Regions from separate parts of the Mus musculus genome. Here all the other regions are linked to region 1. The links are chromatin contacts, called in public ChIA-PET, HiChIP or PLAC-seq and Micro-C maps. All regions are on one chromosome and are shown on one strand. Each heading gives the region's core, a stretch centred on a gene start, on an enhancer-like site or on the middle of the called end of the contact. The rest is flanking DNA. Distances are from core to core; before and after follow the strand shown. Region 1 holds the start of Def6 (differentially expressed in FDCP 6). Region 2 overlaps Anks1 (ankyrin repeat and SAM domain containing 1). Region 3 overlaps Fkbp5 (FK506 binding protein 5). Region 4 overlaps Anks1 (ankyrin repeat and SAM domain containing 1).

Evidence for each region. A called contact is a pair of places that touch in the nucleus more often than the background predicts. ChIA-PET counts read pairs in DNA pulled down with a chosen protein or histone mark. HiChIP or PLAC-seq counts read pairs in DNA pulled down with a chosen protein or histone mark.
Region 2: an H3K27ac HiChIP or PLAC-seq map of the HPC-7 cell line shows a contact between it and region 1, with 8 times the contacts expected there. The contact joins the enhancer-like site here to the promoter of Def6 in region 1. A contact is called at or near these places in 2 of 484 Hi-C or Micro-C datasets (CD8 T cells and LSK cells), 5 of 115 datasets of contacts at active chromatin or transcription factors (the HPC-7 cell line, effector CD8 T cells, embryonic stem cells and 2 more) and 2 of 9 other capture datasets (liver and pancreatic islet).
Region 3: a contact with region 1 is called in a Micro-C map of the G1E-ER4 cell line, with 2.9 times the contacts expected there. The contact joins the enhancer-like site here to the promoter of Def6 in region 1. A contact is called at or near these places in 5 of 484 Hi-C or Micro-C datasets (the G1E-ER4 cell line, the HPC-7 cell line, the N1E-115 cell line and 2 more), 2 of 115 datasets of contacts at active chromatin or transcription factors (bone marrow-derived macrophages and effector CD8 T cells) and 3 of 9 other capture datasets (adipose tissue, liver and pancreatic islet).
Region 4: a contact with region 1 is called in an RNA polymerase II ChIA-PET map of effector CD8 T cells, with 7 read pairs. The contact joins the enhancer-like site here to the promoter of Def6 in region 1. A contact is called at or near these places in 1 of 39 promoter capture datasets (embryonic stem cells), 1 of 484 Hi-C or Micro-C datasets (nephron progenitors), 3 of 115 datasets of contacts at active chromatin or transcription factors (the HPC-7 cell line, effector CD8 T cells and memory CD8 T cells) and 3 of 9 other capture datasets (adipose tissue, liver and pancreatic islet).

The regions. Positions count from the first base shown.
Region 1 is chr17:28,206,216-28,211,271 of GRCm38.p6, forward strand. It overlaps Def6 (differentially expressed in FDCP 6), which reads left to right and starts at 1,563. Exons shown (of 11, transcript NM_027185.3): 1 at 1,563-1,723. The coding sequence starts at 1,628.
Region 2 is chr17:28,012,158-28,017,257 of GRCm38.p6, forward strand. All of the region lies in intron 12 of Anks1 (ankyrin repeat and SAM domain containing 1), which reads left to right. Among named protein-coding and RNA genes, the nearest start is that of Gm35290, 7.4 kb to the left of the region's middle. Within about 2 kb of position 3,489, at least 158 of the 459 cell types and tissues checked have an H3K27ac peak or open chromatin away from gene starts, as enhancers often do. A contact at or near this core is called in CD8 T cells, the HPC-7 cell line, LSK cells and 3 more, where this site is marked.
Region 3 is chr17:28,403,301-28,408,751 of GRCm38.p6, forward strand. It overlaps Fkbp5 (FK506 binding protein 5), which reads right to left. Exons shown (of 11, transcript NM_010220.4): 9 at 2,785-2,970. Among named protein-coding and RNA genes, the nearest start is that of Gm22146, 40 kb to the right of the region's middle. Within about 2 kb of position 4,106, at least 116 of the 459 cell types and tissues checked have an H3K27ac peak or open chromatin away from gene starts, as enhancers often do. A contact at or near this core is called in the G1E-ER4 cell line, the HPC-7 cell line, adipose tissue and 3 more, where this site is marked.
Region 4 is chr17:27,994,653-27,999,953 of GRCm38.p6, forward strand. Anks1 (ankyrin repeat and SAM domain containing 1) reads left to right here. Exons shown (of 25, transcript NM_181413.4): 11 at 1,282-1,402. Among named protein-coding and RNA genes, the nearest start is that of Gm35290, 10 kb to the right of the region's middle. Within about 2 kb of position 2,744, at least 38 of the 459 cell types and tissues checked have an H3K27ac peak or open chromatin away from gene starts, as enhancers often do. A contact at or near this core is called in effector CD8 T cells, liver and memory CD8 T cells, where this site is marked.

The DNA.
Region 1 (5,056 bases), core at 313-2,812:
CTACATACAACCTCACCAGGGTTCCAGTGACTTCTTCCCAGTGCTAACATCCCGGCTCTGTAACCCAGTTAGGGGGCAGGATGTCTAAGTTCATGCCGTGAGACCCCAAAGACACAGGGGGACCCCGCTAAAGAACCCCCAAAAAGAACGTCAGAAGGCCAGAGCAGCCACAGCTGGACAGGTTCTGGCACCTCATGAAGAGCAGCTATAATGCTACCCACAGCTGTGTAGGAACACTGTGGGAACTGTGGGAGCCTCTCCCTCCCTCCTCGTCATCTCTCTGTATGATGCTCTCATGAGCCCCCAGCCCCTTCCTGCTGACAGAGCCAGGAAATCAGGGACCAAGTGCATAAGATTATCCTCTCCTGGGACACCTAAGGAAGCCCTCATTTGCTGTTGCTCAGCTGGGATCTTTTCTCTCCTCCTCCTCCTCTTCCTCTCCTCCTCCTCTTCTTCCTCCTCCTCTTCCTCCTCCTCTCTTCCTCTTCCCCCTCTCCTCCTCTTCTTCTTCCTCCTCTTCCTCCTCCTCCTCCTTCTTCCTCTCTCTCTCTCTCTTCCTCTCTCTCTCTCCCCTCCCTTCCTCCCTCCCCCCTTCTGGGCTTTTTTATAGTTTGTTTTTGAGACAGAACTGTTCTTCATAGCCTAGGTGGTCTCAAACTCATCCCAAGGTTTTAGAACTCCAAGTGAGGAGCAAGTGGAGGGGCTGGGTATATGCCCCTGTGAGTGAGTAGGTGGATGGGTGGAGCACAACTCCAGAATTAGCTTCCACTGACTTCATTGAAATTTAATGGCCACCATGATCTGTGTGGGCATTGCATCTGAAGAAGTGGAGGCTGCTGAAGAGGGCTCTGCCCATGGCCTGCCCTGCCCCTGACTGGATTTCTGACGTGAGCCCCACTGTCAAGGTCACCCTGTGTGCCTAAATACAGGCTCTGGTGTCTTGAAAGCCATCAAGTACAAAGTGGGCAGTATTCTGAAGTTTCTTTTAGAGCCAAGGCCCGGGGAGGGGGAAACAGCAAACCAAACTGCCAAGGCACCCTGTCGTGGAGAAGCGGAGAAGCAGCTGGCTCTGTCCTTCCTCCGCTGGGTTGCTTTTGCTTGGGTAGAACTCTGCACTGAGCTTCTGCTGGGTGGCTCTAAAGAAATATCCTGTCCCGGGCCTACAGGGCCTACAGTTTTCTTTCTGTCCAGTCTCAGGCACCCACACAGCTCTGTGAGGTAGGAACGTACTAAGAGTAGACTGTTGGGGCTAACTCATCCAATCGCTTCCACTTGGTAAGCTTGACTCCTGATCCTGTGTCCCTCCAAGTCTGGAAGGGCCTGCTTCCTCTCTCTAGAGCTACCACTGGGAGCCTGGGAAGATCCTGAGGCAAGCAGGCTTCTAAAGTGACTATCTGTGCTGAGGGAGCCAGGGCCCAAAGGAGGGCTCCAGCTCTGGGAGGGTCAGCCCTGGAAGCAGAGCGTGGCGAGAGCAGCTGGCTAGGCCCTGGAAGCAAGAGGGAACAGGCAGGTGGAGCTCTCGCTCCGCTCTGCACCAGGGCCTCTCTGCGGTCTGCAGCCGTTTGCATTTCCTGAAACCGGATCTTGGTGTCAGAGCCGCCCCTGGGCCGGGGCGGGCGCCTCAGCCATGGCCCTGCGCAAGGAGCTGCTCAAGTCTATCTGGTACGCCTTCACTGCACTGGACGTGGAGAAGAGCGGCAAGGTCTCCAAGTCCCAACTCAAGGTGAGTGGCATCCTTGGGGCTCAGGGGAGGCTGACTCAACGTGCCAGCTCCCACCCCAGAGAGTCAGCCACGGAAGCCTTTGCTACTGGCAGACACCTTGCCATCCAGCAGCCCTGGCCCCGGGTGGAGCGCTGACGGGGCCACAAAGGCAGCGTAGCTCAGTGGATGCTCCCCAGAGGGCTCATGCCACCAGAAGCCACTGTCTAGAACCAAGTACCCTGACTGGACAGACAGTAGAGGTGGCATCACGAGGTTCCGAGATTGAGTAGCCAGGCCCCTTCCCGGGCTCCTTGTGGGTTCCCCAGCGTCATGCTTGGGCACGTACCCTGCTCCTCCCTGTGGCTTCCTCATGGCTTTGAAGAAAAACAGTTAGTGCTTGCCCTTGGCTCTGAGAGCCTCCTCCATTTGCAAAGCAAGCTGGCGACTTGAAGCAAGCGGTAATGTGGGCCACCTATCAGCGCAGGAACAGAACAGGTTGGGAGATTTATCTTATAAGACCTCGGGCTGAGGGTGTCGGGGAAGCCGGGTCTGAGAAAACCTCTTCCGTGACCACACACACACACACACACACACACACACACACTCTACTCACCCCCATCATCTTAAAACCATTAGGCCTGGACAGTTCCAAGGAGCGGAAGGAGCTCTCTCCTTCCTGGGTAGGTGTCTTCTTCCCAGGGGAGAATGTAGGAGAAACCAGCAGAAGTCTAGGCTGCTGGAGCCAGGGAGTGTTGGGCCAAGTGTCAGAGTAGCCTCAACCCTGCTAGGGATCCAGTCACTCTCTGTAAATACTTTACCTGGAGCACCACAGGAGGCTGTGTCTGCCTCCCACTCGCCCCTCAAGATCTGGGTATTTACAATTTCCACTGTTCACAACCATGATAGGAACCCTGGGAGGCAGATGGCACAGAACAGGCATGGCCCACCTCTGTCTCAACTCCGACATTGCTGAAGCTGGGTCCTATGAACTTAGAAGCTCTAGCCAGCTCCATCTACCCAGCTGAGCTGGCTTTCTGAGCATCTAATGACTAAGGTTCTACTGCCCCAGGAAAGAGAGTCCAGTACCACCTCTGGTTCCCTAGAGAGGCAAGGTTAGCCCTTCCCATGTCTGCCCAGCTCTCGTCACCGAGTTGAGTTCTGCCCAGAAAGAAAAACAGGTCATCCAGACACCAATCCTGTAGAAACTGTGCCCCCCCCCCCCACACACACACCTTCCCCCAAACCCTGTCTCTTTAGTACTCCACCACATGGCTTCTTGCTCCCAAGATACTATGTTCCATCTCTGTGACTTCTGACCCCTCTCCAGGCTCTCTGTGTGCCTTGTGTGCATAGTGTGCAGCCCTTGGTGTCATCAGTTAGAAAGGCCTCCCAATTAGAGCCCCCCCCCCCGTTAGCTTCTGACCAGCCCCTTCCTGCCCCACTCCCACTCCCCAATGCCCACAGGTTGGGAATTTCTGGGGAAGAACCTCTGAGCGCATATACCCTTAAACTGTGCTCCTCCCTGCTCGAATCGAGCCCTCTTGTAGTGACATCTCTGGCCAGAAACAGTAAATGTCACTCACATCTGCCTCACAGGAAACCTGTCCACTCTCAAACTAACACTGAGAGTTTTGGGGCCATGTGAATGAGAGGCAGAAATGTCAGGACCCTTGCATGTGAGGGAAGGGTCCCCCCCCCCCAACCTGGGCCAATGTGGTGGATGCTGGGCCGGGAGGGAAGTAATGACATTGCTGGAGGTGGGGAGAGTCAGAGAGGAGGAATGGAGAAGTGGTCAGAAGGTGGAGGAAGAAGCAGAGGACAGAGATAGGCTAGCAGGGTACACCCAGTCTCCTGTGGATGTAGGGGGTGAGGGCTCGGGCTTAGCTGGTTTTAAGAATATGGTTCACAGCCTTGGTGGCCTCTGATGGGGACAGGCAGGAAACTGTATAACCCCCCCAACCCCAGATCACACTGAGTCTGAGTTGCCTCTTCTCCCCTCCGAATGCTTATGGAGGGCTGCTTTGGTTGGCCTGGTGCATCCTGGGGGGGGCCAGAGGGGGAGGGGGAGGGGCTGGGCTGAGAAAAGCCCAGGTGGGACACACCTGGATGTGGTGGCACACCTGTGATCCCAGGACTTGAGGTTGAAGCACGACACTCCAGGGATTGTCTCAAAAAAAAAAAAAAAAAAAAAAAAGAAAAGAAAAGAAAAAAGAAGAAGGAGAAGAAGAAGGAGGAGGAGGAGGAGAAAGAAGGAGGAGAAGGAGAAAGAAGGAGAAGAAGAAGAAGAAGAAGAAGAAGAAGAAGAAGAAGAAGAAGAAAAACGAATGTAGAGGACAGAGAGGGAGGGAGGTTTTTTGGGGGGGGGGCAGGGCTGGGTGCGGGAGAAACAAGATTTTTTTTTTTTTTTTTTTTTTTTTTTTTGGTTTTTCCAGACAGGGTTTCTCTGTGTGGCCCTGGCTGTCCTGGAACTCATTCTGTAGACCAGGCTGGCCTCGAACTCAGAAATCCACCTGCCTCTGCCTCCCGAGTGCTAGGATTAAAGGCGTGTGCCACCACGCCCGGCTACAAGATTTCTTCTATGAAGTCTCTTATTTGCTTTTTTGGTTTCGTTTGTTTTGTTATGATTTTAAAATTTTTGTTTAGTTAGTTAGGTGGTGGTTGTTGTTGTTGTTGTTGTTTGAGACAGGATTTCTCTGTGCAGCCCTGGCTGTCCTGGGACTCACTTTATAGACCAGGCTGGCCTTGATCTCACAGAGATCCATCTGCCTCTGCCTCCCAAGTGCTGGGATTAAAGGCTATTTATTTATTTCCATATTATTGCATTTGCTTATGTGTGTGTGTGTGTGTGTGTATGTGGGGGGGTATGTGTGGTGTGTGTGTGTGTGTATGTATGTGTGAGTGTGTATGTGAGGGGTGTGTGTATGTATGTATGTGTGTGTATGTGTGAGTGTGTATGTATGTGTGCATGTGTGTGTGTGTGTATGTATGTGTGAGTGTGTATGTGTGTGTGTATGTGTGTGTATATGTGTGTATGTGTATGTGTGTGTGTATGTGTGAGTGTGTATGTATGTGTGTATGTGTGTGTATGTATGTGTGAGTGTGTATGTGTGTGGGGGTATGTGCGTGTATGTGTGTGTATGTGTATGTGTGTGTATGTGTATGTGTGTGTGTATGTGTGAGTGTGTATGTATGTGTGTGTGTATGTATGTGTGAGTGTGTATGGGGGGGTATGTGTGGTGTGTGGGTGTGTGTGTGTATGTGTGGTGACTACAGTGCACATGTGAAGGTCAGAGGACAGCTTAGGGAGCCAGGCCTCTCCTCCCACCAGGTGGGTCCCAGATACTGAACTGGAGT
Region 2 (5,100 bases), core at 2,239-4,738, 190 kb before region 1:
GACATCGCCACTGTACCCAGGATTAGTGTCATTATCGAGTCTTCTTCAGTCAAGTGTGAGATCTTCCTCAAGCAGGGACCTCATTTGTGTCACCCCTAAGCAAATGTGATGCTTTGTGCTGGAGCAGAGAAGATGTTCTAGCAAACTCCCCTTTGCTGGCAATACTTGGGTGTTCTGTGTGCTGGGGTAGGGGTGGGGAGCAGAAAAGCTTTTCCCACCTCCAGCCACAGGAAAGGCTCCAGGGCTCTGTCCTGCCAAAGCAGCAGTTTCAGTGATGGGCTCCATACCTCAGTCTCCTTAGATAGCCCCCAGCCTGTCTCCTGCACACAGTCATGCATGCAGCAGCAAAAGCGATGGATGCCAGAACTAAATGCTTTGTACACCACAGTGTCTGTAAACCAAGCCTCCCATGCCAAGCAAGACCCAAGGATACTAAAGCCTCTTGCACAAGATGGTGGAGCCGCTGACAACCTCTTCAGGCACTCCTGCATGCTTCACGGTGTCTCTGGAGTACTAGGTGCCTAATGAAGCCATTTGACTCTGTGGTGTAGACAGTGAGAACAGGCGGTACATGTAGACCATGGGTGTCAGCTGTTTTGTTAGTTTATTTTCCTGTTTTTCAACACAGGCTCTCACTGTGTAGCCTTGGCTGTCCTGGAATTGACTCTGTAGACCAGGCTGGCCTCAAACTCAGATCCGCCTGCTTGCTTCCCGGGTGCTTGGTGGTGTGTTTGCTTTCCCTAACTTTTCACTGTGTTTCACAATTGCTTGAAACTCAGATGTGGAGGCTGACTGTAAGAACAAAAATAACTGCCTGGTCAGGTTGTGGTTCGAGGTACAGAAGTCTGTGAGGTCAGCTAGTTCCCCCACGTGCCTACTTTTGAATGGGATTGGAGATTATGGAAGAGAAAACCACAGAAGGCTGCCTGTCTACTTAGCAAAAACACGCAAGCCAGGAAACACTTGGCTGAAGGCTTAAGTGATAAATTTGTGTTTTGTAATCAGCTTTCATAAATATTAAAGAAGTGGGAGATGGTGGAAAGCAGTGATGTGCTCTGTATGCGTGCTCAGCTCCACACTTGCTCAGCAATGTCCACGTGGAGAGTGCCGTGCTCTCAGTCTCAAATGGTGGCTGAGGGACCCTCGGCTGAGCCCCTTCCTGAGAGGGGAAGAGGCGGCAGGCAGAGCACCCTGTCAGGCCAAGCCCTGAGCTTCCCCTTCCCCGCACTGCTCCTTAGAGCCAGCATGACGTCATCAAGAAGAGAGGTGATTGGTGCAGCTCCACAGAGGCATTGGCTTCCCTCGCCACCTAGAGGTGGGTGCAGACAAGGAGGTCTGCCCTTTACCCGGAACCCTCAGCTTGCCACGATCTGCAGTGTGCATTGTCCCTTGGTATGTACACTGGCGTGCTTGATCCTGGGCACTCCCACTCTAAACAAGAATGTGGCTCTCCCACCTCTGGGGACAGCTCGGAGCTTGGAATGTCTATTTAAGTTGCTTCCTGGCTCACACTGGAGTAGAAGCCTTACCCTCTGAGTTTCCATTGGTTTTAGGTTTGAAGCATTGTCCTGGCAGCTCTGCCTTCCGGGCTTTGTGTCAGATCCAGGGGCTCTCAGTATCTGCCATTTACCTGCAACTTGTAAGTCCTGGCTCCTCAGTCTGTGGTCAGACCAGTCAGCCTCCTGCTGCCTTCCTGGGCTATCATGGCAGCATGCCGGGGAAGCAGAGAGCTGGACCCCGCACCGTTGGGCTTCCTTGAGCTGCAGGCGTCTCCTCCTGCCCCCAGCCCGGCTTCCCTGCTGTCCTCACAGCAAGCAAGGGGCCAGTGAGCCCAGTGGGTACAGCACACACAACGGGGCAGATTCTGTGGTGCTGTATTTGCCAGCTGTGTGTGTGTGCGTGTGTATGCATGAGAGAGAGAGGGAGGGAGGGAGGGAGGGAGGGAGAGAGAGGGGGGAGAGAGAGAGAGAATGACACTACTACATGAACAAACATGAGCACTAAGGCATGCACCTCACTATGTAGTTGTCCTAGAAATCAACACATAGACCAAGGTGGCATCAAACTCACCAAGATCCACTGCCCTGCCTCCCAAATCCTGGGGTTAAAGATCTGCACCACCATGTTTTGGTTTATTTTGGTTTTTGAGATGTATGTGTATGGATGTTTTCTGCATGTATGTGTGTACTGAATGCATGCCTCATGCCCATGGCGTCCTAAAGAGGTCATCAGATCCCCTGAATTAGAGTTACAGATTGTCAACCAACACTTAGGAACTGGGGATTGAACCCAGGTCTCCTGGTCTTCTGAACGAGCAGTGCAGTCAGTGTTCTTGACCTCTGAGCCATTGCTCCAGCTCCCCAACATTTAAAAAAAAAAGAAAAAAAAAAAAGCTTTGGTGATGCATGACAGGTAGTGAAAGTTAATGTGTAGCTGATAAAAATGTGCTCTTTATCCCAGAGCTGAGAGTCATGGAAACATATTCTCTGAATTGGGGGAGGGGGTACCTGAAGGTTTCCCTATGCAGCACAGACTGGCCTCAGATGCAGCAGCAGAGTTAGAGGGGTGCACCACCACGGCCAGCTTTCGCTTTCTAGGACATTCTTACACAGCCTGGCTCGAGTTTCATAGTCATGGCACTGACAGACTGTGGGCAAAAAGGGTTTGTATGCTTCTAAGCATTTGTATCTGAGACACAGTAGGAGTCTCTCTTCTTTTCTGTGTGTTTATTTTTTTTCTCTGTGCAGTTATTCATCAGGCTGCTTTGTTGAGTGCCTGCTGTGTCTCAGGCACTGCTGTAGGTGCCGTAGGGAAAATAGCATCGTTCAGAAAGACCAAGTCTCTCGCTCACGACATGCGCACTCCAGAAAGCAGAGAAGGAAAGGGTGAATGAGCAGGTTTGACAGTGTGCTTGGTGGTGGGAGAAGGCCACAGGCGAGGACTAGTACAGTGGGCAGGCCAAGGGAGGATGCTTTTGAGGATGGGGAAAGGCTGGCCTGTGGTGTGGCTGGAGGTGGAAGCCACTTCCTGATCATCTGTGCTGTAAAAGCCATCTCAGGTTCCACCCTACACTGTGTCGTCAGAGACAGTGCTTTCTTTCCTGCCTCTCTCTGTGCAATGTGGCTGCCTCTCATTCCTCGTCTGTTTCCCGTTGGTTGGATTAGTTTATGTTGGCGCCTTTTAAACACTCACACATCATGGTTCTAAGTTGTGGGACTGTAATGAGATCTGACTTCCTGAGGCTTCCTCTCCATTGGGTGGACCCCTGAGTGAATTCTGTTTGGGGCATAGATGGCGGCATCCTTATCTCAGGAAGGAAGTTCCCATGAGTTCATCACATGACCAGGATTCTAAGACAAAAGAAGGGGTTCAGAATTGCTAAGGAAGAGAGTCAGCGGCCGGCCTGCCGTCGTTGGTCGGGTGTAAAGGAAGTCCGGTGGTGAGCACTCATGTGAGGCCCTGCCACAGGGAACTTGCCTCTTGTGGCTTACATGCGTCCGTGCAGGACCTGGCACATCTCACATGCACGCCCAGGAACATGGTGTGCCTTACGTGCATCCCTCCAGGGCCCGGTGCATCTTATCTACATCCACTGGGACATGATATATTTTGCATACACATCCCAAGGAGGCTGACCCTGGGTTACAAATAGTTCACCACAGCCAGGTGCAGAACTCTGAGATCTAGAGACTGCAGTCATCCTCTGGGCCTGGAGTTTGTAGGTCTACACACAGTAGGAGATTCTTAGGGACCAGAGATGATGTCCTCAGACAAGTTTAACTGGCACTGTTAAATTGGTGGGGGTGGGGGCGGGAACAAACCTTTTCTTATACAACTCCAGGAGAGCAATTCATGCAGCTTGAGTTGGCTTCCTTAGGAATCGGCAGCACAGGGCTTTCTACTCCCTTGGGGTCTCTAACAGTCCAGGTCCCCAGCTCAGAGTTCCCCCATTGCTGTTCTTGTTGCCCTTTCCAGTGCCAGTCCCTTTCAGTGCCACCAAGTGAATAGGAAGGAAGAAAGCCCGGTGGCTCTCCCGTGTCTCACCAGCTCTAATGACCCAGTGTCTGGCACCACAGGATCCCTTGTCCATAGCTGTAGGCAGCCTGATTGTCTGTCTGGACAGGTGGGAAACTGCTTGAGCGCAGTAGGGGCTTACAAATGGCAGTTTGTGGCAACCTGTTCCCGGCTGTCCTGATTTAAACAGCCAAGAAGTCATCATAAACACAAAGAAATCTGTGCTTTGTACAAATATTCTGGTTCCTTACCATTTCCTTGTTTCTTTGGGGTTTGGGGAGTTATTAAGGGGTGGGGTGATGACAGGGCGTCACTCATAGGTCAGTCTGGTGTGCAGCTCTTGGTGAACACCAAGGTTGAGAGTTACGGGCACGCCTTGAGCCCTCCCCCTTTCCGCTTTCAGAGGCCTTGGCTTCAGCAGGATGTGTTCCAGCCCAGTGAGGCCTCATGTCTGTTAGGCAAGGACAATGTCCTGCAGTCCTTGCTGGCACATTGTTCCTGTGCAAGTCTCTCTTCAGCCACCAGCCCTGTCCACTGGACAGTAGAGAACTGTGTCTCCACACTGCAGTTCAGGATAGAGCTGCCCAAGCCAAGTCTCAGAGCTGTTTCTGTGCCTCTGGACAGAGTTTGTGCCTTAAGCAGCCTCCTGCCCAGCTCTATGGAAATTTGGGCAGAGCCAACTCTGAACTCGGAATTCTTATATAGTGGGGGTTTTGGTTTTCTCTTTCTTTTTTAAATGTCTTCTAATGGCCAGGAAGAAATATCTTTCTTTGCTGTACTGGGTCTTGCTGTGTTACCCAGGTGGACCTTCCTTCCTCAGCCTCCTGGGTTGCTGGGATTACAAACAGGGGTGGACCACCACACTGGCCATGCAGCCACAAATTCAAGTACTGAGTGAGGAGCGTGGAGTGACAACTGTCCCCTTGCCTTCCCACACCCCAGTCCCTCTCCCTCGGTGTGATTTGTAGAATCTCTGTGCCTGAAGGGACTGGTCCTTCTCAAAGGATGTCAGCTGCCTTTAGGGTTTGTTTCTTGTGCTGGTGATGGAGCCCAGGGCGTTGTGCATGCTGGGAAATGATCCACTGC
Region 3 (5,451 bases), core at 2,856-5,355, 200 kb after region 1:
AGCTCAGTGAGGGACAAGTGTAGAATGCACTCATCTGACGTGGAAAGACTGCTGCTTTCACATAATAACTATGTCCAAATCTTTCTCTATTTAGTGTATATATATATATATATATATATATATATATATATATATATATTTGTGTGTGTGTGTTGTGTATTATACAAGTATGTATCGATGCATCTGTGCCAGCGAGCACACACACACACACACACACACACACACACACACACACGCACGCACGACAGGTATCTTCCCTTTTATTTTCTGCTTTATTTCTTTTGAACCTAGAGCTCACAATTTTCAAGTTTTCAGAGAGACTGGCAGTCAGCAAGCACTAGTGATCCTTTATCCTGATCCACTTAGTGCTCCCCTTCTCTGTGGGTTAGGCCAGGCTTGTATGTTGAGTGCCAAGATCTGAACTCGGGCCCTATATGCTTGCACAGTGAGTACTCTTACAGCCTCTGAGCCACCTTTCCAGTCCTAAATCTACATATTTTAAGAATACATATGCAAAGTCTGGGGTTTATCTTAGCTTGCCTAGTATATACAAAATACTGAATTTTATCCCTATCTTAAAAACAAAACAGCCGGGCGGTGGTGGCACACGCCTTTAATCCCAGCACTCGGGAGGTGGAGGCAGGTGAATTTCTGAGTTTGAGGCCAGCCGTATCTACAAAGTGAGTTCCAGGACAGCCAGGGCTACACAGAGAAACCCTCTCTCAAAAAACCACCACCAAAAACAAAAACAAACAAACAAATAAAACAAACCACCAACAGGAGGTGGAGGCAGGAGGACCAGAAGTTCAGCTACAAAGCAAGTCTTAAGTCAAACTGGGATATGAGAGTTTGACTGAAAAAAATAAAGCAGTTATTCTTCATTTGGAAAAACTAGGACTCTATAGAGAAAGATGCTCTGGGAGGGGAGAGAGACACTCAGTGGGAAGGGCACCTGCTGATGAGCTTCAGTGAGCTTGGTCCTTCAGCATGGGGGAAGGAGAACTACCCCCAGGCCGCCCATGTGTGTACCATGTGCACACGCACATGCAGACAACCTCTCCTACCATAGTAAATGTCTAAAGGATTGGAGAAGCCATTCCCGGGCTAAGAGCATGGCTCTTGCAGAAGCCTCGAGTTCAGTTCCCAGCAGCCCAGCAACCCTATCACAGCTGCCTGGGACTCAAGCTCTAACGATCAGACTCCCTCTGCTGGACCCAGGGAGCACCTGCGCATACACACACACACACACACACACACACACACACACGCGTGCGCGCGCCACATACAGATAACACAAATATTATCTGTACATGTACAAATATTTTAAAGATAAAGTAAATCTTTAAATGAGTGGCTTTGGGAGAGAAAGTTGATGGGAATTTTATAGCTGGGCTTTTTTTCTTTTTCTTTGTTTTTGTTTTTTCGAGTCAGGGTTTCTCTGTGTGGTGCACCCCTTTAATCCCAGCACTCGGAGGCAGAGGCAGGCAGATTTTTGAGTTCGAGGACAGCCTGGTCTACAAAGTGAGTTCCAGGACAGCCAGAGCTATACAAAGAAACCCTGTCTCAAAAAACCAAAAAAAAAAAAAAAAAAAAAAAAAAAAAAAAAAAGCATGAGCCACAACTGCCTGGCTTTTTTTTTTTTTTTTTTTTTTTTTTTTTTTTTTTTTTTTGATAGCTGGGCTTTCTTGTGTGCTTAAATTCTGAACTTTGTAACAGCTATATATTTAAAAAAAAAAACAGCACAAACTTTAAAAAGTATAATTAACAATAATATTCCTCTCTCAAGGCAAAACAAGCCAACTAAACTCTTATATAAAATGTCTTTTTTGCCACTTTATATCTATTTTTTGTTGTTTTTAAAAAATGTATTATTGTGCTAGAAAGATGGCTCAGCAGTTAAGAACACTGACTGCTCTTCCAGGGATTCTGAGTTCAAGTCCCAGCAAACACATGATGGCTCATAACCATCTGTAATGAGGACTGATGCCCTCTTCTGGTGGGCAGGTACAGAGTCCTCATACACATCAATAAATCTCTAAAATAATATATTATTATTACCTTTGTGTATGCACATGTAATACTATGAATGAGGAAGAGGCCAGAGGACATATGACAAAGTTGTTCTTTCTTTCCCACAAGGTCCTAGGAATCAAACTCCTGTCATCAGGCTTGACAGCAAGTGCCTTTACCAGCTGAGCTATCTTGATAATAGTTATTTTTTGAGACAAGAACTCATGTAGCCCAGGCCAGCCTTGAACTCTCAATTCTTCTGTTTTGCCTCTCAAATGCTGAGACCATAGGCATTAACCATGGTGGTAAATGCTCTGAATAAGAATGTCTCCCCCCCCCCCCAGGCTTATATATTTGAATACATCATCACCAGGGAATGGAATTGTTTCAAAGGATTAGAAGGATTAGAAATTAGGAAGTGTGGCTTGTTGGAGGAAGTGTGTCACTGGGGGTAGGCTGTATGGCTCAGTGGTAAAGTGTTTGCCTAGCATGCACAGTGCCCTGGGTTCAATCCCCAGCCTTGCAAACAAAACAATAAAGAGGGAACCTCAAGGCTCTTTGTCTCCTCTCCCACAAAGGACCAGGGTAAGGAAGACCACAGATGAAGACTCTTATCAATTCTGTTAATGGCTTTATGTAAAATGCAGGATAAAAGTAGTGCACAAAAAGCCCCATCCTTTATGGCGTCCCAGCTCATGCTGACCATAGAGGAACAGCCTGAAGGGGGCAGAGGTGCCACACAGATAAACGGAGAGTGAAGTACGGCTCACCCACCTTGTCGCAGCACTCCACGGCTTTGTTGTACTCTCGGAGCTTCAGGTAGCACATGGCCAGGTTCAGGAAGGCTGCGAGGAGGAACGACTCTGAGGCTTTGGACTCCTTCTCTGACAGGCCGTATTCCATCTCCAGCCAGGACACTATCTTCCTGTACTGAATCACGGCCTGCGTGTACTTGCCTCCCTAGGAGAAAAAAGCCCCCAACAACTTGTATCCATCTGGAAAGGATGCAGTGAAGTGTGAGCGTGGCCTGCCCTAGCCGAGTGCTCACACGGAATAGTTCTGCATGTCAGCCCCACTCTATCTCCTGTCCCTCCCTAGTTCTGCGGAAGCTCTGCTGGCCTGTGAGGTGGCCTGGACCAGGGTAATGCCACCGCATGGCTGCTTCAGTGTTCTTTCAGCCTGGCAGCAGGAGGTTACACTGTTTGGAACCAACATTCCTCAGTCTTTCAAAAGGATGGTGAGCCATTTGGCTTATGGAAGAGGAGGTGACTTTCCTCTTTTCTCTTGGCATTCAGCACTGATAGTAAATACTGCAATATGGTAACTGGCAGTCCCCACACAGCAGGCCTGTCTAAAGCAGATTGTGCAAACGCTCGGCTCTCAGTAGCAGTGAAAGCAGAGGCAGCACGGCAGAGCTGCAGTGCCGGGGCTCTACCCCGGCACCATGTGATTGTTAAGAGTGGGTGGGCCAGAATGCCCTGTGCTGACCACGGCCATTGATAGCACACAGTGTACATAACCCTAAAGAGCAAGCTTACCGTGTGAGAGACTGTCCTGCTCTTGTCTGGTCTAGCAGCCTCCTCCGCCGTACCAAGGCCTCATGCATACTAAGCAAGCACCATCCCTGCTCTATTTCTAGGCTGATGTTTTTATTTCACACAGAAAAGGCCTTGCTAAATTGACAAGTCTAGTGCCAAACTCAGTCTTCCTGCCTCAGCTCCCAGGCAGTGCTTCTCAGCCTTCCTAACGCTATGACCCCCTTTCTCATAACCATAAAACTCCCAACCATGAAACGTTTTCTGTTGCTACTTCATAACTGTAATTTTGCTACTGTTATGAATCAGAACGTAGACACCTGATATCTGATATGTGACCCCTGTGAGGCGCTGTTTCAGAGTAACCAGACTCTAGATATGGTCCTGCTTACTACTGAGTTCTGAGAGTTGTAAACACTGAATGTTGTACATAGCACATGCCCTAAACAACAAACTGTGGGGTGGAGACAGCGTGCTGACTACTGTAGGTACAGCTGCACCACGGAATGGCAGCTTGTAACAACACGAGTAAACCTGGAATATAGGTGACAGTTCTTTTCTGCACAGTAATTACAAGCTTGAATACAGAGGACCCTTCCTGTACGACTGTACAAGGGATGGCAGACCTGACTGCACTCGGGAGAGGGAGCCATGACGATGTAGAGCTCTTCCTACAACACTCCAGCTCTCAAGCACAATCAGCCAGCCGCGGCCACACTTCCTTCCCAAGGAGCACTAGGGGGCGCAAGATGCCCGCACACAGCAGAGCGTCCTTAGCCTTCCTTTGTGCAGTGACAGTGCTACAGTGCCTGACAGTAACTTTCAGAACCGGATGAGGACAGTGCTTTCTGTGTCTCTGCATGAGTGTTCAGAGGTTGAAAGGAAGTTTCAACATCAGTCTAAATACCACATTCAGTCCCTCTCTGCCCACAGCTGAAACTGGCCTGGCAGGTGAATAGATCATGCAGATATTAAGGGACATAGAACTGTAGTCCAGCCCATCCCTACAGTCACCCACACTCTGCACATGGCACACATCACGTCAGATACTCTGGGAAGATGACGCTGGCCAGAGCAGCACAGCCAAAAGAAAGGCTCCTTAAACTTTGAAGGGAGAAGGGACAAGCAGACAGAAGGCAGTCCTCCAGCCTCTGAAGCAGACAGCCTGACTGGGGGGGTGGGGGGGTGGGGCGGCGGTGGGCGGTGCCTTGCTCCTCACCTAGAATGAGGAAGGAGCCTCCAGGAAGTGCTTGGTGAGACAAAATGTTCAGAGACATTCTGGGGTAAGTCTTAGGTCAGTGATTTTGAACCTTTCATTAATTTTTTTCCCCCCAACAGACTGATGTTTTGAAAGATCCTGTCTATCAGATTACATGTTAAAAATAATGTGTTCCGTATGTGTGACTAGTGATCCAGATTTTATCCAGATTGGTCATTTTAGGAAGATTTGAAACATGTTGAAATATACTTATCACCCCTGAAAGGCTCCCTGCAACACAGGTGATTGGCCTCAATGACATGGAAGGGACAGCTCCATTTCCAGATCCCTGCTCAGGGCTCCTATCGCCATCTGCTTGGCTGCCCATGAGTCATACGTTAGTTTATAACTTTGTTACAAATACACACTGTCTCTGCCAGTGTTTCTTTTGAGGTGACTATGGCCCCATAGTTCTGCAGTTGTCCCACATGGTGTTCTTGTTCCAACCCCCTAATGTAAGTCAGTAGTAGATGTGACAGCATTTCTCAGTACAGAGGCTCATGAAGAGTAGCCTCAGGTCTCTGCTTTATAGTGCTATAAAAAACAAAACAAAACAAAACAAAACAAAACCCAGGGGCTGGTGAGATGGCTCAGTGGATTAGAGCACCCGACTGCTCTTCCGAAGGTCCAGAGTTCAAAAGGTCTGAA
Region 4 (5,301 bases), core at 1,494-3,993, 210 kb before region 1:
TTCTCGTAAGCAAACATCAGCTTCTCCTTCAGTCTGAGACTAGGAGAGCTGTCCTCTCTTCAGGGGAAGTGGTCACAGGGAGCCCCACAGGAGACTGGTGAGTCACCAGCCTGTTGCCTTCCCAGTGTGTAATGACAGGTATCTGTGTGTCCTAAGGAGCTCTGCCTAGAGGACCTGCTGATCTGTCAGTGAGAATCGCAGCCCCGCCCCCTTCACGCCCAGGCTCTACCCATCACTTGGGCTCTGGAAGTTTTGTGCTCTAGCTTGATTGCTGGGATATAATTATCCTTAACTTGCCTTTAACCACACTGGGCTCAGGACAGGTGAGAAGAATCATCAGAGCAGGGGTCTCCGTACCCCTCCGTGTGCCACAGACGGCTCCTGACGCTCACTAACGGTGTGTCTCTGCTTGATCAGTGCTGTCTCAGCAGGTGGAGCTGCTGTTGCCCACAGAAACCCACTCCGTAGTTGCTGACTGTCAAGACTGTTAGAGGGAATCTGAAGTCACCTTATAACGTGGGAGAAAGCTAGCTTTGGGGTTGCTTCATTCCCACGGCTATTCAGGACTGCAGTAGCAAAGGAGGAGGAAGAGGATGCGGACAGGCCAGTTTGTGTCTAGTACCTGTGAAGGGTTGAGCATCAAGAGTATCATGTCTTCCTTTTGAGGTAGATACTGGCCTTTGGGAAGTGTAGGTGCATGTTGGAGAAGAAAGTAGTCTCCACAGAAAGCAGTGTGGAAGAGAGAGGGGAGGAAAGAGAGGCTTAGATTTGTATCGAAGGATAAAATGAGGTAAAAAGATAAAAAAAGAATGGTTTAATCAGGTTGTGGGGATTTCATATAGAAATTGTTTTAGGTTTTCCCATTGCTTCAACAAAATCTCCAAGTCTGGGTACATTAAAGAATAAAGACATTTCTTTGGCTCACGGTTTGGAATACCACGAAGCCAAGAGGAAGCAGCTGTGTGCTCATTAGCTTCTGTGGGAGTCTGACTGCATCACAGTGTGGAGGGTGTGTGGCAGAGGGCATGGGGGTGCCAGGCTCACATGGTAACAACTGAAGTCATCATGTATGCCACATAAGCCACAACTCCCCTGGGAGAGGATTTGTTTGAGAAGGCTCCTAAGGACCACACACCCACCAGGCCCCTCTTTTATGGTCTGCGTCTCAGCCTCATGCACTGGACATGAAGTTTCCAGAATGTCAACCTCTAGGCAAGAATCAGAGCTTTGTCATGTGCCACCTGCCTCTGTCCAACATGTCTGGCTATTTCTGTCTCCTAGGGCCTGGCTGTGAGACCCAGGATTCAGAGTAGTGCTCCCCAGGAAGAGGAGGAGCACCCATATGAGCTGCTGCTCACGGCAGAAACCAAGAAGCTGGGGACCACAGACGGGAGGACTGAAGGTATGCCTACCCCACTCCCACAGCACAGGAAGGAATGCGCTGCAGGGACGGTCAGGCCCCCTGTGCTCGGTCTCCTTCAATACCCGGACTCCATGCCCTTGAATGGATGAAGATGCAGCCCTCCCTCACGTGTAGCAGGGCAGGTGAGAGTACCCAGGTGACAGCTGAGGTCACCTAAGTGACAGCTGTGTGAACAGAATCCAGGACAGCAGCACCTGTATGGAGACTAGCTGGAGCCTGTCGTGCTAGCTAGCAGGCTAGGTTGTTTGGGTCCATGATGGGCTCTGAGTCCTGAGCAGGCTAGGTTGTTAGGGTCATGATGGGCTCTCCCTGTAACCGTAGTGCTTTGGCACCTCGGCCTGCTTGTGCTTCTGGATGTATGTTCTAGCCCTGCAGAGGGAGTGAGCAAGGGCGCCAGGCAGGCTGGAGGTGGTGTCTGCAGAGCCTGCCTCTCCCAGCTCCCTGTAGCTATGGTGCCCTCCACTGTGCATGCCTCGTGCCTCCTGTTGGCTGTTAGCTGGCCATAAATAGAGAGAGATCACAGGCCTGTGCCACCACACCCCACTGACAACTTCTTTATTGAATGTGCCTCTCTCAGTTTATGGCCATCTTTATAGTGGCTTTGAGATCTTAATTATTTTGGAGAAGTTCAATTTGTCCTTTCTTTTTTAATGGCTTTTTAAAGTTCATAATGTCATAAGTCGTGTGTGTGTGTGTGTGTGTGTGCATATATGTGCATGAATGGGTGTGGGGTGTGCCTGTTTCTACATGTACATGCAACATGTAGGTTTGGTTGCAGAGACTAGAGGTTGGTGTCAAGCAGCTTCCTCAGTTGTTTTCAATTTATTGATTTATTTTCTTGCCAGGATGCTCTGAAACTTGTACTCTGACCAGGCTGGCCTGGAGCACACAGACATCCACCTGCCTCTGCCTGGCTTAAGTTCTGATTAAAGGCCTGTGCCCTTAGGGCTGTTGGACCTTACATTTTGAGACAAGGGCTACGTTCTCCCACCCCTGGCTGGTGCTATAGCTACATATACCACACTTGGCATTTTCTAGGTAGCTGATCTAAATTGTAACTCGGGTCTTGTGCTCAGAACAGGCACATCACTCACTCTCCAGCCCCAGAGGTATTTTTTTTCTATACTTCCTTCTAGAAATTTTGTATCTCTGAGTTCTGTACTTGAGGTGTGTTCCATGTAGAGGAGTTTTAAGTGTGCATCTCCAGCCGTATGGCCTTCGAGGAACCCCTTTCCTTCATTGCACTGCCTTGGTGAGACTGCTGTTGTTCCACAAGCATCTTGAGCATCCGGCCCTTTGGTCTCGCTGTTTCCTCTCAGAACTGAGATGATGATTTCTACCCACGCTCGCTCGCACTGGGTCTGTGTGTGGGCTGGTGCAGACGCCCACGGCTCAGGAAGTCCGTCCTGCGGGAGCATTCTAAATGTAGAGCAGGCAAGGCTCTGGTGCCTGCTCTAGAGTCTGAAACCACAGGAGCCGTGCATAGTTATCCACACCTGTAATCCCAGTGCTCTGGAGACAGGAAGGGGGGTTATGGAGACAGGCAGGGGGATTACTGTGACGTCCAGAGTTGAAAGTTGTGTGGGGCTACAGTGTGAACCCCTTTCTAAAAGGATCGTGGGAATTAACTTTGGTGAAACAGGCCTGTGCATTTGAATTTGGTGCTTCTTGAAGAAGGAGGGCGATTCTTTTAGGGGCTTCCTGTAGAGTGACCACACATAGCCAGCTCAGAGGGTGACAGAGGGGCTAATCCTGGCTGCCAGATGTCCTTGTGGAAGCTCTTCTGTCCCAAGCTCAAGAATTCTCCCAGCTCCTGAGAGCTTTGAAAGAAGACTTAGAGTCTCACGCCTGCCCCTCTGCTCCTTGCTGTTCTGTCCTGTGTGTGTGCACCCAGCCTACAGGCTAGCCCTTTGTCGTGGCCTACGGCCTACAAGCTAGCCCAGGCTAGCCCTTTGGCCTGGCTTACTAGAACTTTCAGACAAGGCAGTGAGGCATTAACTCAGTATTTTCTCAGAAGCCCTGCATGTTCTCTCAGGGAGCAGAAACCACCAGCCCAGAAGTGAGCAGCAGTGGCCTGCAGTGCTACTGGATAATTCCTTTCTCCTTTTCCATTCATGTCATCTCTGTATGCAGCTTTTATGAACTGACTGATCTGTTTTCCAAGGGTTATGTTTATGTCAGCATTGATGAGACAGAGTTTGGGCCTGTAGTGTGGGCTGGAAGGGGAGACGCTTTTGGATTGTCTTGTTAATTATACTGGTATATACTCACTAAAAAGGAAAACAACAACAACAACAACAACAACAAAAACAAACATTGCAGAAATAGAGATGGTATGCTAAGGCTTTGTCTGTCTTTGTTCTGAGCTGTGTAAACATGGCCCCTGCCTGCCATTGCTACCTTCATGAAGTAGTGGCCCTGAGATAGTCATGCTTCGCTTAACCCAGTGTGGAATCGCATGTGACAAGCCACCTTGAGACTCCGCCTTTTGTACAGCACTTGTCTTGGTTCTTAAGTGTCAGCCAGTTCTTCCTCTGGCACTGCTGAAGATCCTCTCTCTCAGCTCCATTGTCAGCTATGCTGCTGCAGGCATGCTGTTTGTATGTGAGTGCGCGCGCACACACACACACACACACCCCTCCAGGACTGCACTCACCCCACAATGCACTGTCACAGTGATGCTAACAGCATAGACTGTGTAGACAGTGGGCTGTAGAGACGGCCCAGCCACGGTTAAGACACCACACTGCTCCAGCAGAGAACCCAGGTCTGCCCCTGACACCCACATCAGTCTGCTCACAGCCATTTTATCCAGTCCAGAGACACAGGACCCTCTTCTGTCCTTTTTGGGCACCTGCAAAAAACAAATCTTTTTTTTTGTTTGTTTGTTTTTTTGTTTTTTCGTGACAGGGTTTCTCTGTATAGTCCTGGCTGTCCTGGACCTCACTTTGTAGACCAGGCTGGCCTCGAACTCAGAAATCCGCCTGCCTCTGCCTCCCGAGTGCTGGGATTAAAGGCGTTCTGATGACACCACCTGGCTGATAACAAGAATTTCTAATCCCTGTACCAGGGAGGTAGGAACACGAGGACCTTCCAGCTTTCCTAGCCCAATGCTAAAACCCTGGGCTCAGTAAGAGACCCAGTCTCACGGGACCTGAGCTGTACATACATGTACACATGCTTGCAGTGTGAAAGGCACACAAACATGTGCTTAGAAAACAAAACTGGCCGGGCAGTGGTGGCGCACACCTTTAATCCCAGAACTGGGGAGGCAGAGGCAGGTGGATTTCTGAGTTCAAGGCCAGCCTGGTCTACTACAGAGAAACCCTGTCTCGAAAAACATACACACACACACACACACACACACACACACACACACACACACAAAATAACAACCAAAACTGGGAAATGCCTTCACGTCTGAAGATGTGCACTCCTGCTTATTTAGTCTCTGGCATGCCTATGGTTTTGTGGCTGGTGTTTTGTTTTTGTCAATTTTCTTTTTCACAATTAATTTTCTTTTTTAAAATTAATGGTGTCTGCCTGAGGTAGTGCATGCGACGGTAGTCCCTGTTATTTGGAGAGCAGAGGCCAGAGGGTCTTTTAAGTCTGGGAGTTGAAGAGCATCTCAGATGTTACACTGTGATGTGGCAGACAGGTGGCCCTGAGAGGGGAGGCTGGGAGGTGAGCAGCAGGTGAGTAGAGATAAAGCGCCTGCGAAGCTCCCTCGCTGTGCCCGTGGCCGCCAGCCTCCTTGTAGCTGCTACACTGTATCTGAAGGGGGAGAGGAGCAGCCAGCCTCCTTGTAGCTGCTACACTGTATCTGAAGGGGGAGAGGAACAGCCAGCCTCCTTGTAGCTGCTACACTGTATCTGAAG